Regions from separate parts of the Arachis hypogaea genome. Here region 2 is linked to region 1. A link is a contact called in public Hi-C data. All regions are on one chromosome and are shown on one strand. The core of a region is the stretch at or near the end of the contact, and the rest is flanking DNA. Distances in the headings are between cores, read along the strand shown. Region 1 holds the start of LOC112796750 (pentatricopeptide repeat-containing protein At2g01860). Region 2 holds the start of LOC112794284 (probable aquaporin NIP-type).

Evidence for each region. A called contact is a pair of places that touch in the nucleus more often than the background predicts.
Region 2: a Hi-C map of leaf shows a contact between it and region 1, with 2.8 times the contacts expected there. The contact joins the promoter of LOC112794284 here to the promoter of LOC112796750 in region 1. A contact is called at or near these places in 3 of 8 Hi-C or Micro-C datasets (leaf and an unstated tissue).

The regions. Positions count from the first base shown.
Region 1 is chr4:52,526,873-52,531,745 of arahy.Tifrunner.gnm2.J5K5, reverse strand. LOC112796750 (pentatricopeptide repeat-containing protein At2g01860) reads right to left here and starts at 3,442. Exons shown (of 2, transcript XM_025839345.3): 1 at 2,978-3,442; 2 at 1-214. The coding sequence starts at 157. LOC112799098 (small nucleolar RNA snoR101) reads right to left here and starts at 895; the gene lies at 832-895.
Region 2 is chr4:52,806,270-52,811,191 of arahy.Tifrunner.gnm2.J5K5, reverse strand. LOC112794284 (probable aquaporin NIP-type) reads left to right here and starts at 2,927. Exons shown (of 5, transcript XM_025836367.3): 1 at 2,927-3,219; 2 at 3,419-3,649; 3 at 3,800-3,997. The coding sequence starts at 3,100.

The DNA of each region.
Region 1 (4,873 bases), core at 2,193-4,692:
CAAACTCTGGAGGTTGCTTGGCACGTCGTGGAAGCTGGACATTCTTTGTTGATCTTCTCCTATTTGAATGTGCAGCTAAAATGAATCTGTCATGTCTGCACAGAATTCTTCCCAATGGAACAAAATGAACACCAGGAAATGACACCGCGTAGGCCATTATTTAGAAGAATGAATCAGAAATATTATGGTTGAACTATCAATTGTCATTGAGAACCTGCAAAAAAGAATGATAATACACAACATATATATTAGTGGATGTTTGGTTTGGCGTTAGTCATCTCCCAACGCATGTTAAGTTTGCCTCAAATGAATACAATTGTACTTGGATAATATTGGGTAAGCTCAATGTAGATTGAGTTTTGTTCTAAATAGTGATAAGATGTTAATTACCTATTTTGACCTTTTATATTGAGTAGTATGTTAATTTTGATCTGACTTTCCTTCTAGTAATTTTGCATTTCAATGTAATTTTAGATAACATTGTGCAAACAATATTCATTTTTCAAAATAATGTCCGACAAAAAAAATCTAAACACAAACCACATTGAAATTTATCCAATTTTATTAAAAATTAATTTTACAAAAGCACATTCATACCAACATTCATTTTCAAACACATGATCGAACATAACTTTATCAATTAAATCACATGAACCGAGTTCAGAAACCATATTGATTACAATATAAAAGTAATGGTCGGGCAGAACTTTTATAAAACAGATGGTATACAAATTCTAGATGGTATCAAACAAGTGTGCATTATCTTTTCATTCGAACATAAAGAAACTTGAAGCATACCATAAACCGGTATGTGAAGTGCAAAGGAATAAAGGCATCAGCTAATGAACTTGTCAACAGAAGAACTTACCTGAAGTTCAGAGATCAAGTGTAAAACCATCATTTGCCATTTCCCTTTGCAATTTTCATAATTTTATTCAAATAAGAATTCAAAAACAAGACGAAAACAAACCAAAAACCTCTGACGCTGTTGACGGACGACTACAGCTGAATAACGGCGACGGATATGGAGAAAAGGATAACAGAGAAACACAACAACGCTGACAGGATAGAGACAGCACGAAGAGTGGCTTTCCGCTGCAGTTTTTCCAGCGGGGACGCAGACGCCGAGAAAGAGAGGGACTCGGGGAACGTGGGAAGGGAGGCTGTTGTGAGCAGAACAAGAAGAGCGAAGAGGCAGGGTTTCTATGTACATTTTGGTTTTATATACAGGGACAAAAGAATCTTTCTAGATTTGGATTTTGGAATTCAATCAATTTTGGGCAAGGTTCTGAAAACCAGACTGGTCATCAAACCGTTTTAGTCACCGATTTATTGGTTATTGGTCTAACTGGTCTAACCGTGACTCAACCGGAAAAACCGTTTCATAATAAAATAATAAATAAATTATAAATAAACATCCTATATATCTTTCAGATTTAAAACCCTACGTAAAATAGTCACACAAAAAAACCCTATGTAAAATATCACCAACTAAATGTAATTAATCATCAAAATATGCAATAACTTGCTGCAAATTTGTTGACAATTAACATAATTATACTTCCATTAAAAATAGCTGGATTGAATTACAATGCACAAGTTAAAGATAGAGAATATTGTCTTAATGTAGCTAAGTCAAAAAGTAAAACCAAAAATGATAGTGTTGCACAATAAACACACAACAGAGCCCGAAACAAACACACAACACAACAGAGGCTGAAACAAAAACACAACAAAGCCTGAAACAAAAAGAATCCAACACGGAAGAGGGGTAGCAAGTCTGCCGAGATCAAGAACAGGGACAGTGCACCCAAACAATGAAAACAGAATTTTGTTTATATAACAAAACAATCAAAACATGAATCATACAATCACTAATTGCAAATTTTTTCTTCATAAGAACAGAACAATGAAAACATGAAGCATATAATAAATCAAGAGATCACCAATTGCAAATCTTTTAATAAGAACAGATGTTAGAACAGTGAAAAATGAAGAAAGATTAGTAGTTTTCAACCCAATTTTAACAAAGCTCATCACAATGATTAACAACAAAAAAAGCAATGAAGGAACAGTGAAACAATAACATAGGCAGTGCAAATTCAAGAAACTTTAATAAAATTTAACTACAGAAACAGACAGTAAAGCAGTAATAGAGTTATCAATTTAAAATTTATCATCAAATACATTCAATGAGCAAAACCAATCAACCATGTACTGACTGGGCATTCGAAAAAAAAAAAAAGAATCAAAAGAAAATTTAAATTACAGCAAAAACACAACAACAATAGGAACATTTAAAACAAAGCAACCCAAAAAAAAATCTAAAAATCACCATTGCGGAAAGCAATGATTTGATCCGTGTATGCTCAAAGAATTAAAAGCTAAGCTTACAGGAAAGTGAAGAATACCAAAACCAAAGAACCTTCAATCACAGCTTAAATCAAGAACAGAAAATCACAACAAAAACAAAAAAAATTAAAAGTAACAGAAGAACAACAGAACAACACAAGAACAATTAGCAAATTAACAAATTCACAATAACAGGTAAATTAACCAGAAGAACACTAATGCAAGTGGAATCATCATGCTAATATGTTTTCTGCAAAGATACTATTTGTGCAGTTAAGATTTCCTAATTACTAAGATCCAAGTATTCTAATTTCACATGCAATCAACTTACCAAGTTTCTAAAAGCTAGAAATTATAAAACCAACCAGAAATATGGTTAAAACATTTCATCAAACATGTTGAGTGCGGTAAAATTAAAACAAAATAAGAGAATTCAAAGCTTAATATCAATGTGATAGAGAAGAGAACATAACTATTGTAACTTTAATTCAGTCTATGAAATAGTCCAAACCACTACCAAATCAAATAGTTACTTATTGTAATAGAAATCAGAAGTTGCAGAGTTTGAAGCAGAGTATTGGTGTTGTGTGAGTGTATTGTCTGGTGGCGGGTTTAGGGAACTCACGGCGGCGACAAAAGAGAGCAGTTCGACGGCTAGGTGGAGCGCGCGGGTTGGTCGCAGTGTTTGAAGCAGAGCAACGTGGCTTCCAGACGAACACGAATGCGAACTCGAACGGTGAACGGCGAGTGAACGCGAACAGTGAACGCCGAGCGAACGTGAACGGCGAAGAACGCGAACGAAGACGACAGCTGAACGAAGACGCGAACGTGAACGGCAAACAAACGGCGACGGAAGCGCAGCAGACAAAGACGACGGATGCCGAGCTCGAGGAAGCAGCCGCGATCGGTGACTGCGAACAGGGGTTGAAGACTTGGATCACGAGGGAAGCTAGATAGACGGACGGATGGCGAACTCTGAATGCGACGGACACGGCAGTATGCCACTCCTTGCGGCGGTGGCGTAGGCTTACAGTGCTAGGGTTTTTTGGCTGGGGTTGTGTGATTTGATTTCTTTCTGAAAGAAAGGGAGAAAGAAACGAATGAGCTTCCGTTTATGTGAAAACCGGGCGGGTTTCGGTTCGGTCCAACCGACCGATTCTTGTCCGGTTCAACAGTTTTTCATTGGTTTTCTAGACGATGGTTTTACATGGCTGATCGGACTGCTAATCTTGTCGGTTCGCAGTTGAATCAGTCTAACCGATCAGTCTGATCCAATTTTCAGAACTTTGATTTTGGATTAAGAACTTCAATTAATCTCTAATTATTAGATCTTAATGTGATCTATTATTTAGCTTTTTATTATAATAATTTAAAAAAAATTGAAGCAAATATATTTAAAGAGATTTAGTATCTTTTAAAATTAAATACACATTCAAAATATAAATTAAATAAAACTGAAATTTAAAATTTAAAATTTCTGTTTAAGTATTTTTAATTATTAACAGATTATCATTTAAATATACATCTAAAAATTAAATTCAGTAAAATTAAAGATTTTAATTTTAAAATTCAAAAAATAAATCTTAAGGGTTTTAATTATTAACCCGCATATAGAGATCATATTTTGAACTAATATGTTTGATATACTTTTATTGAATAAGATTTAAAACACTTAGCTTAATTATTCATTTTAATAATTTTAAAAACGTTAATAAGAAAATAAGAAAGATTAGATATGTTTTTAGCGAATAAGATATAAAAAAATTTAATTTTATTTTTAACGTTTAAATTTAAATTTTAGATTTATGATTTTGGATGTGTTTCGAACATATTTTGTAGATAAATCAATAATTATAGATGTGTAATAATTGAAAAAAAAAACTAATTTTTACAAACATACATTTTAATAATTTTAAAAGCGTTAATGTTCAAATAAGTAACAATAAAATTCAACTAATAGTAAAAAAAATAAGAAATATTAGATGAGTTTTTATCGAATAAGATATAAAAAAAATAAGATATAAAAAATTAATTTTATATTTAACATTTAAATTTAAATTTCTGATTTATGATTTTAGACGTGTTTCAAAAATATTTTGTGTATCACTTAATAATTTTAGATGTGTTACAATTAAAAACAAAAAAGAATTTTTACGTACATTTTAATAATTTTTAAAGCATTAATATTCAAATAAGTAACAAAAAATTCTAACTATTAGAAAAAAGAAATATTAGATGAACTTTAATCGAATAAGATATACAAAATTAATTTTATTTTTAATGTTTAAATTTAAATTTTAGATTTATGATTTTGGATGTGTTTTAAAAATATTTTCTGGATAACTTATTAATTTTAGATGTGTAATTGCTCCTTTATTTATCTTTAATTCGGTCTAATGATTTTATGTTGGTGGTCTTCTCTAATCATTTTAGAGATAAAGATTAATAAAACAAAAGAAAGAAAGAAAAAGAAAAGGGAAGAAGAAGAAAATAATATTGATGTATAGACTAGTAATTCATT
Region 2 (4,922 bases), core at 1,678-4,177, 280 kb before region 1:
TGCGAAAGCTAAAGAACAGAAAAGAAAAATTAAACTCAGATCTACTTGCTAACTAACTCAAAAGAAAGTCTTAAAAGAAGAGCTAAAAAGAAGGAGTAAAAGAAAAGTTAAAGGAAAATAGTCTTTAAAAAAGGGTCCCTAATGAAATCAACTCTTCTTCTATTTATACACTTTCTAACTCTGTCATCCAAGTACTTGGAATGAGCTTTTTGGCCTTTGACGAAGTGGGTCAGAATAGGTACTTCCATGCAGTATCAGATGAACGTAGCGTTCTCAAAGGGAACGCAGCGTTCATTTACTGACGCGTGCGCGTCCTATGTGCGTGCGCGTCCCTTGCCTTGTTGCACCATTGACGCGTGAGCGTAACACGTGCGTGCGCATCCCTTGGCAGCGTTCATTAACTGAACGCTACGTTCGCGCCATGAACGCTCCTCACGCGTGCGCGTCCTTTGCGTGTGCGCGTGGATTGTAAAATATCACTTCTGCTCTCCAGTACCATGTACGCGTTTGCGCCAACCACCACTTTTGTCATGTCGAAGCGTGCACATCATGCCCGCGTGCGCGTCGGTGACCAAATTCGAATTCCAATTCTGAAAGTATCACAGGCGTTCATTCAAAGTGAACGTAGCGTTCTTGGCTTGAGAACGATGATCCTTCACCCACACGTGCGCGCCTTGCGTGCTTATGCGTGGATCTCCCAAAATGCTTCCCCGCATGTAAGCGTCTTGTACGCATGCGCATCGCTTGTGAACGTAGCGTTCATCAAATGAACGTAGCGTTCTCCTGCACCTTGCTTCTTTGCTTTTTTTCTTTTCATCATTTCACCTGCCATCAATCAAACATGGAATCAAAGTTTCACCAAAATCTTAAGGTTTTGTATTATTCATAATAATCACCTAATTCTTGCATAAATCTCATGATTTTGTACAAAATTAATAATGTTTGATTGAATTAAGATAAACATGAAATTCCACTCCAATCACTTACTTATTGTGCAAGAAAGTGCATGAAACCTAATAAAAACAAGTAAAAATGCTAGTAAAACTAGTCTAAGATGACTTGTCATCACCTTTCCCCCACTACGAGCTCTCTGTCTCTCGCTCTCACCCTCTGTTTCGCTGACGACGAGGATGGCTCGCTTTGGCGAAGACGACGGCGCGAACGGTAACAGCGGCAGTGGCGAGCTCATCTGTAGTGAGGAACAGCGTAATAACGTCGTCCTTCTTCTCCTCTGGTGCGTGGTCGGTGACGACAAGCACGAGGTCAGTGGCGATCTGCGATGGTGGCGACGGGCTGGAGGACGAGCGGCGACGGCTGTGGCAGCGGTCTCCCTCTCCCTCTCCCACCGGCGCGCGCTCTCTCTTTCTCAGATCTCACTTCTCTCTTCTCTGCACGACACGACGGTGCGGCGGCAGTGACGCCCGCCGGTGCCGTCCTGCCCCCTCCCCTCTCCTTCCCATTTCTCTTCTCCCCTCTTCTGCTTCTCTTTTCTCTCTTATTGCAGCGTTGCTGCTGCTTGATTTGGAAAAGGGAAAAAGTGTTGCTACTGCTGGGTTCAGGAGAAATCGGGTAATTGGGTTAGGATTTCAGGGTTAGGGTTTTTTCAATTTGAAAATTAGGGTTAGGGTTAAGCTGGAGTAATTTAGGTCAATTTTAATAAAATTAGGGGTAATAACGTAATTGAAAACAAATTTTAATTCAACAAAATTATTTTTAAAAAAATTATTTGATCATAAATTACAAATTAATTTCAAAGAAATACTCTAATTCAGTAATTAGAGATAATATAATTGATTTTCTTTATTCATAATAATTAAAGTATTAAATTCTAAAATCTCAATTATTTAAAATAAATCATAAAATATAAATTATTTTTTCATTACTAAACTTTATAATTTAAATATAAAAATTATTCAATAATTATAAAATTAAATAAAAATCTAAATTTAATTATTAACACTTTTGATTTAACTAGCTTTAATAAAATAATTTTAAAAATTAAAATTCTTAATAAATAAATAATTTAAAATTGGCTCGTAATGGAATTTTTCAAAACTTCTAGATTTTACAGCACCTCCATTACTATTCTGAGAAATTGATGCATCCACATCAATTTTGCCTAATTTGGGTAGTGGGGGATCAAAGCACTTATCTTCTTCTGGTCTTGAAAACTCCAGAACTCATTAGCCATTCTTCTTGCATGTGCCACCTCTTCTTCGATTGGGGCTTCACTACCTTCAAACACGCGTCTGTTTCTCGCAATCCACAACTGCTTCATTAGAGCACAAAACAAGGTCTTATCCTTTTTTTTCCAAGTTTGCAAGCAGCCACCGATCCATCCTTCCAGAGTAGATCCTGTGCCATTTTCCGTTCTTAGGAGAAAAGGGCTACCAAATACTACAAAGGAGAAAACGATACCAAAAAAAAAAAAAAAAACTTGTTGAAGCATTTTAATGAAAACATTAAAATTATTATTTACATATTTACACGAGTTTCTAATTAAAATTTGTATAAAATGTAGACTAATTTGAAAATTACACAGAAAAAAAAAGTTTAAATGCTAATAAAATTTATTATTTTGTTAGTATTTTTTGTTATTAATTTAATTTTTTTTAATATAATAATTGAACAACATATTTTTAGTCTACATTTTTTATTTTTTTTATTTTCTAGTATTTTTCTGTTTTATGTTCAGCTAAAATGTGTAAGAAATGTTGTAGCATTCCAAGAGTAATTAAGACCATAAATTAAATAGAGTAACCTAGGATGAAAGACGCCAATAACAATTCTTATTAGGTTCATATACATATTTAGCTACATAACTTGCACGTGTACAATATTGAATGAAGAACCAGTGGTTTCTATATTAGTTCTTAAACCCATGATTGATCCTGAAAACAGGTAAACCACCAATGTCTCCATGTTTTTCCCTATTAATAACACTGTTTTATCACAAGCATAAATTTTCAATCATCTTCTGAACAGCAACCCCCCCAAAAGAAAAAAGAGAAAAAAAAAACTTATCATTATTAAGAAGGGATTGAAATAAGGAAAGAAAAACGTTAATGTTAACTTAGGTATTTAATTAATTAATAAAACATGCCCATAGATGAGATCAGAATGGAAGAAGGTAGTGGCGCCGTGATCAAGAGTTCGTCGCAAAGTATTAAAGAAAATGGGTTTTGCGGTTCTCCTGAGGTAGTTCTCATCATACAGAAGGTATCATAAATAATTATAATTATAATTCTTCTTCTTCTTATATATATATGTATCTAGATCTTTAGGTTACAGAGATTTAGATGCTATATCATGAAATTATTTCTTAAAAAATTTAAACTAATAGAAAAAAAACATAATCATATCGGTAGGATATGCAAAAGAAATACATAATGAAGTACGGAGTGTTGTAATGTAACAGGTAATTGCGGAGACAATTGGGACATACTTCTTAGTATTCTTAGGATGTTGTGTGGTTGTTTTGAATAATGTAGAAGGGAGTGAAGGTGCAATAACATTTCCTGGGATTTGTGTGACATGGGGTGTTGCAGTTATGATATTGATCTATGCTCTTGGTCATATTTCTGGTGCACATTTTAATCCCGCTGTCACCATAAGCTTCGCTCTCTATCGCCGATTCCCTCCCAGACAGGTACACATATACCTTTGTCTTTGCTTTCATGTCTAGAGATGGTGCTTTGTAAAGTTTATAAGGTTTAAATTAGTGACAATAATGAAGCAATGAATAAAGTGAAGATTATAAAAAGAACAAGCTTTATTTTTTATTGTGGCATGCATGCAGGTGCCTCTATATTTGATAGCGCAAGTGCTAGGGTCAGTGCTTGCGAGTGGGACATTGTACCTTCTATTTGATGTGACCGATGCTTCTTTCTTCGGAACGGTACCAAAAGGGTCTCATATTCAGTCTCTTGTATTCGAGATCCTCACTTCCTTTCTTTTGATGTTTGTTGTCTCTGCCGTCACCTCTGATGATAGAGCAGTTAGTATCATTTCCACTTCTCTTCTTTTTCTAACACTACTCCCATCCATGCATCACTTTTTATGAAGTGTTTCCTTTATACAATAATATAAATGAAATATGTACATTTAATATATTACAAATATAATTTCTCATTTTTAATAAGAAATAAGTAGAGAGTATTTGGATTGCGCTGACCAATAAGCTGTTATGCTCAATATGAAAACTAACTCAATCATTTATAATTTTCAATGTACCATTTGACCCATTTAACTTATTAGTAATATAATTTTATTCTTCACACCCACCCCTCAAAATTAGGTTAGTTCTTGAAAAAATTCGAAGTTTGGACTTAAATTGCTTAATGTTTAATTTGTAGTTGATAATGATTTTGGTAAGAATATCAGCAACTTGGTCAAATCTAGGAAAATGAACATCATGCAAAGTTTGCTTTTGCAGTTTGTCCTGAATCAGTTGCACCTCCAATTGAAAATGTTTCATTCGATCATGCATTATTAAGTTGGCTATTAAAAAATAGTGTTTGTTGTCACAGAAAACGATAGGAGAGATTGAAAGAGTGATTCTTAATTCATAACATAAATTCTTCGGCCACACTAACTCTCTTTTTCACAAGTAGGTAGCTTTTTGAATTCTACTTCAGTGTATGATTTACTGATTGTAGCTTGCCTCCTACAAGTCCAAAATTTTAAATTAGTACAAAAAAAAAAAAAAATACAATAATCAGAAACTGATTTCCTATCTTCAAAGTCAGCTGCCAAATCTAAATATGAGGAGTCATAAAGCCTCATATAATCACATTTGTGTAGTAACAATCCATGTTCTTTGGTTTCTTCTGTATGACAAAGCACTTTTTTAGCATCCTTCTAACAAGTCAATAGGAGATAATGTATGAACTGATTATAGTTAAGTATTGTAATGATCCAAC